Regions from separate parts of the Mus musculus genome. Here region 1 is linked to region 2. A link is a contact called in public Micro-C data. All regions are on one chromosome and are shown on one strand. The core of a region is the stretch at or near the end of the contact, and the rest is flanking DNA. Distances in the headings are between cores, read along the strand shown.

Region 1 (2,707 bases), core at 18-2,517, 66 kb before region 2:
AGGTCTTGCCCAGGAGCTGAGTATCTAGAAGGGTTCGTATCTGCAGCGTCATTCTCGGACCCTGGCAGACAGCAGGGGAGGGAGGAATCCAGGGGCTCGGTTCCCCTAATCCATTTACTTCGCTTGAGCTCAAGGTTTTCAGTCTCAGCGCAAGGGCCCTTTAGTTTGGTGGGAACATCAGCTAAGCCCCACCCCACCCCCACACCCGGTTTTAGAGGCTTCTAGGCGGTCAGACCTGCCCGGATTCATTGGGAGAACTAGGAGCTAAAAGGGAGGAAGGCGGATTAACGTTTTATTTTAATCTGGTTTTGAACTGTGGTTGCCGTCTGGGGCAGCCGGGCGCGGCAGGGAATGGGAGGGCGCTCAAAGCAGGGGAGGGGGATGTGCGCACTCTCTGGTCTCAGGATGCTGGGGAGAAGGAAGAGGCCACTTCAAACGAGACAGCTAGGGTGTACCTTAACTCTGCTCCTCCCCAGAGGCTCCGGGGTGGCATCCTAGCTAAGAAGGTTCCGAGGGATCTAATCCCCGTCCTCGTTCCAGATGGCCCCGCCCCCTCCCGGGGGAGCCACTGCGGCAGTGGAGGGGCAGGAAGGGAGATGGGAAGGGGTCTGGGGGTGGCTTCCCTTCCCCTCCCCCTTCCGGGACAGGCGGTCTTTGTTCCCTGCGGCGGCGGCGGCCAGACACCTGTGAGGCTTCAGGGCTAGGCAAAGGTGGGTTAGGACGAGTGGCGAGCCTCTGGTGCCCACTCCAACTCTCTACCTTCGGGCCAGGGTGCTCCCACCGAGGCAGAACAGACTGTGGCCAGTTCTCCGGCTGCAGAGTACCGTCTAGTGTGGTCCCACAGTACTCCTGGCCTCCAAACGCACTTCCCCTCCCCCAGCCCAGAGTCGGATTTCCAAGTTTGCTGTGCTACACACACCTTGGCTAGCAAGGGGTTCAGAGGGAGGTGGGATGGTAGGGCATCGGGGCACACCTCGGCCGGCGGCACCCCAGCCCAAGGTAGGAGGCTAGAACAGCGAGTGGGCAGCGGGACCCCTTAGGGGCCAAACCCAGCTGGGTTCGGCGAACAGGCGGGGCTCGCGACGTATCCGCAGTCCCGGTCGGGCGTGCCCTACGACGCGCACCAACCGGAGCAACATTCAAGGTGAATCATCTTCGGTCCGCCTCCCGTCCCTCCCCCGCCCCACAGCACCTGAGCCAATGGCGCGGCGCGGGGGGCGGGCGGGGCGCTGGGGGCGGTAAAACCCTCCCGGAGTCATTATCTCTGCACTCCGTCGAGCCCCCGGGTCTCGGCGCCGGAGCCTGCTAGCCTCCTTCCTTGAACACGATCGTCACACCTGGTGCACCCCTTTCGTCTGCCTCTGGGGCTCGGTGACCATTCAGCCCTACCCCGCCTGCTGCGTGGAAGAGGCTCCTCCTCAGGTGGCTCGGCCGGGGCCTTCCCCTGCAGACCTGTCACCCGACACCCAGGAAGCGCGCGGCCCCATCCCGGCTCCTCTTTGTTCCCCCGCTGGGCTCCGCGCTCCGGCGCCACCTCCTCCCGCCAAGGTCCTGGTGATTTGGGGCGCCGCTCTCGGCTCAACCTGGGCACGCCTCAAGTTCTGTCCATTGGGCCCGCTCCAAACGAGGGCCCTTTTTTTGCCTAGTTCCTCGGGTGTGGACTCGGAGCAGAGCTGGGAGGCGGCGGTGAGCCCAGCCCGGAGCCGGCGCAGGTGAGTGTGCGGGGCGGGGCCGGGCGGAGCCAGTGCTGGGCCAGGGAGAAGGTGGAGCGGGTGCCGGAGGGCCAACAGTTCTAGCACCCAGTTTTGTGGGCGGCCGGAGGGGCAAGCAGAGGCCACGTCGTGGCTGTGGCCTTCGGGGATGACGCGGCACTGTGAATTCCTGACTTCCTTGGCCTTTTGGCGGGGATGCCGGCGAGGTGCCAGGGGACGGGGCCCTCAGTACCATGTGCACCGCATCCAGTGCGGTTCCCGGGGCGGGAAGAAAGCGGGGGGCATTTTGAGCCTAGGTTGGGTTTGGCTCGGTGCCTGATGCTGCCCGCCCTAATGTCGCCTCCCGGAGGAATTCGGCTGGGGTCCCGGGAGTTTCGCCGCCCTGTTGGGCCTGGGAGGAAGTGCAAGGCCGGGAGGCTGGCCGCGACGCGGGCTGGGGAGCGTTCCTGCGTCGAGCTGGTTTCTCCAGCCCCTTCTCAGGGTTTCACTGCAGGTTGGTTATCGCTTCCGTGGCCCGGAGCCTGCCCCGCCCAGTCCCCTGGGAAAAGCTGGTCCAAGAACTCAGCTTGCCTTCCTTCTGTATCCTCCGGCCTGGAGCAAGCGGATACCAGTTCTGAGTCCGAACCAATTCGGTTAGCAAGGGCTGCTCCCAGGTCCCCAGAATCCTGCCCCCGGAACATGTCTCGGATGTTTTACTAGTCGGTGTATCCAATAGTTACCGGCAGTGGCGATGCAGCCCAGGCATCAGGGATCGCTCAGTTCTGCGGAGCCCTACAGGCTGAGCCCTTCCTTCATCCTTGGCACCCCTACACTAAGTAGAAAGATCTGCTAGCGCAAGGGATGCAATTCTGATTAGGAGATTAGGGACAGAGATGGGGGGCGGGTGCCCTATTGGGCGCCGTCTCTGTCAGAGATAGTTAGGACAGGGCCTTCTAGGTTTCCTGCTGGCTAACCTCCTGAGGACTAAGAGTCCAGTTTTCACACTGAGCCAGGTA
Region 2 (2,857 bases), core at 342-2,841:
AGTGCTGGGATTAAAGGCGTGTGCCACCACGCCTGGCTTTCCTTAGCATTCTTGAATATACCTATGCTTCTCTGCTTAAAATATACTATGTCCTATTTAAGAATATATCACATGATTCCGTTTTGTTTTATTGAGACGACTGTCCTGGAACTCACTCTCTAGACCAGGATGGCCTCAAACTCAGAGATCACTTGCCTGCTTCCCTCAAGTGCTAGGATTAAAGGCATGTGCCATCATGTCCAGCTTACATCACATATTTTAAAAATTATGATTGATTTATTTTCTGTGGCCATGTGTGTTGGTTTTCACTTTCTACCATATGGGCCTGAGGTAGTGGGCTTCAGTTGTGGGAGGCTTGGAGGCAAGTGCCCCACGTGCTTGCTGCCCCTACACCATATCCCAATCTGCCTGATTTTTAAAAAAGGTGTGTGTGTGTGTGTGTATGAGAGACAGACAGACAGACAGACAGACACACATGGGGGGTGGGGAAGGGAGTGTTTCTGGGTATTTAAACTTAGGTCCTCATAATTGTGTGACAAGCCCTTTATACACCAAGGCATCTCCCCAGCCAGGTGGAGGCCACAGAGGAAGATGACTGTCTGTCTGTCCCTTCTGGTGACACTGCAGCTTAAACCTAGTGTCTGGTATGTGTTAGGCAAGCACTCTACCACCGAGCTATATATATCCCCATCCCCTCTAACTGATATTTGGTAAATCATGGCATAGCATGGCATGGCACATTCACACTCTGAAAACCCTCAGATAGTAAGAATGCCTGCTGGATATGGTAGCAAATATCTAAAATCCTAGCACTTGGAAGTCAGAGACGGGAGGATCAGGAGTTCAGCACCAGCCTGCCTGAGTTATAAGATAATGTAAGGAAGCCTGCTTTGCATGGAGAGGCATCTTGAAAAAAAAAAAAAAATATATATATATATATATATATATATATATATATATATATATATATATATATATATATATCAGTGGGTAACACAAAATCTGAGGGGTTAATACTACAGGTATTTGAGTTTCAGCCACAAAATTCAGATTTAGCTGGCCTCAAGTATGAACCATATACCTAGATTCTAAATTCCCCAGGTAAGTTAGTGTGAAGCCACCCGAAGACCACCAGACTTACACTTTAATCCAGCTCCCCCTTTCTCTCCTTTAAAGTCAACATAAAATCTACTACCTTAACACACAAAATTCGGGGACACTTACTGCACTCACTAAGTCGTTTGACATCACCACTATTTCCAGAATCATTTTATTGCAAACAGAAATTCTGTTAAAACCTTAACTCCCATTTGGACTCCCCCAGTCCCTGGTAACCTTTCCGCTACTTTTTATCAGTATGGTTTTACCCATTAGAGACTGCCCCATTTCCCTTTATTACACTTGGCATGTGTTTACTACTGTTAGTATAGGAAAAACCACAGCCATGATTTATCAAAACAAAACAAAACCCTTGAAAAACCCTGACAGCAGACGCAATGTTTTCTAAGGAAAATGAATCAAATGCTGTGACTAACCCTTCCTGACGAAGCATCTGCTGTGTGGACTATTTTAGAAGGCTTTCCTGAAACTAGTGAATTACTGCCCAGTTGCATCATTGCTCCAGGGACAAAGATGGCCCCAGTGAGAATACAGAGGAGGGCAGCAATTTCAAGGATGCAGGGAGAAAAACCACCCAAAAGAGAGGTAGAGTGAACCAGTTATCCTGGGCAGGCTTTTTAGAGATGATTCTGGAATTCCTTCCATAATAAGAGTCTTTACCATATCCTTTCAAATACAGCTCTTTCCAAAACGTACAACTTCTCCAGAATATGGAAGTCCTATCCTACTCAATTGTGGCAATGAGAACTAATTAGTTGGTTGGTTTGAAACTCACTATGGAGACCAGACTGTGCTCAAATGTAGAGATCCACCTGCCCTGCTCCTACCTCCCAAATGCTGTAGTAAAGGCTGTGAGGCTTCTCCTCCAAGGAGACTGTTTTTAATATGTGGAAAGTCTTCAGGAAAGAATGGTTTCTGGCTCCAGGTGCCCCTGAGAACTAGCAGCAGGGGTTGGCATCACTGAACTGTGCCCTGTGCCCCCAACTCCACATCTACCGATCATACTGGGCACCTGAGAAGCACACTTGATCCAGCATACCTAGAAAAACTTGCTAACACGACCTGCCAATTTTCTGAAAAACAAGGCATTCACAGTTGTATACACTTATAGTCTCTACTACCTGGGAAGTTGCGGCAGGAGAACTGCTTGAGCTCAAAAGTTCAAGACCTTCTGAGTATGGTGGCACACACCTTTAATTCTACCACCTGGGATGCAGAGGCAGGTTTGTGTGTTAACGCCAGCCTGATCACACAGTGAGTCTAGGATAACCTGAGCTACATAGTGAGTCTCAGTTTCAAGGGCAAAAAAAAAAAAAGTTCAAGTCAACTCTTGGCAACATAGACCCCAACTCACCCCCCCAAAATGGATTATTCTGCTAATCCTTATTTTAACCTTCTCAAATTTTTATGTAAGAGTGGTTTAAAAAGAGAATTCTTTTTTTCCTCATCTTCCCCCCCCCCGCCCCATGTGTGTGTGTGTGTGTGTGTGTGTGTGTGTGTGAGAGAGAGAGAGAGAGAGAGAGAGAGAGAGGAGTGAGATGCTTTTCATGACAAGGTCTCATACTGCCAGACTGTCCTCAAACTTGTTTTGCAGCTGAGGCTGGCCTTGAGCTTGAACTTCTGGCCCTCCTGCCTTCACTTCACCTCCTAAGCACCGAGGTTACAGATGTTCACCATTGCCCTTGGCCAAGAATTATACATTCAAAACAAAGCAAAAAGAAAAACCCAAAGAACAACA

What was found. A called contact is a pair of places that touch in the nucleus more often than the background predicts.
Region 1: a Micro-C map of brown adipocytes shows a contact between it and region 2, with 1.8 times the contacts expected there. The contact joins the promoter of Mirc35hg here to the enhancer-like site in region 2. A contact is called at or near these places in 14 of 39 promoter capture datasets (the 3T3-L1 cell line, 3T3-L1-derived adipocytes, the C10 cell line and 9 more), 7 of 484 Hi-C or Micro-C datasets (the 3T3-L1 cell line, the CH12 cell line, brown adipocytes and 4 more), 8 of 115 datasets of contacts at active chromatin or transcription factors (the HPC-7 cell line, bone marrow-derived macrophages, embryonic stem cells and 2 more) and 4 of 9 other capture datasets (adipose tissue, embryonic stem cells, liver and 1 more).

The regions. Positions count from the first base shown.
Region 1 is chr6:30,172,685-30,175,391 of GRCm38.p6, reverse strand. It overlaps Mirc35hg (microRNA cluster 35, host gene), which reads left to right and starts at 1,267. Exons shown (of 2, transcript NR_126540.1): 1 at 1,267-1,712.
Region 2 is chr6:30,106,380-30,109,236 of GRCm38.p6, reverse strand. The region is part of intron 6 of Nrf1 (nuclear respiratory factor 1); the gene reads right to left. Among named protein-coding and RNA genes, the nearest start is that of Mir182, 58 kb to the left of the region's middle. Within about 2 kb of position 1,591, at least 29 of the 459 cell types and tissues checked have an H3K27ac peak or open chromatin away from gene starts, as enhancers often do. A contact at or near this core is called in 3T3-L1-derived adipocytes, bone marrow-derived macrophages, brown adipocytes and 1 more, where this site is marked.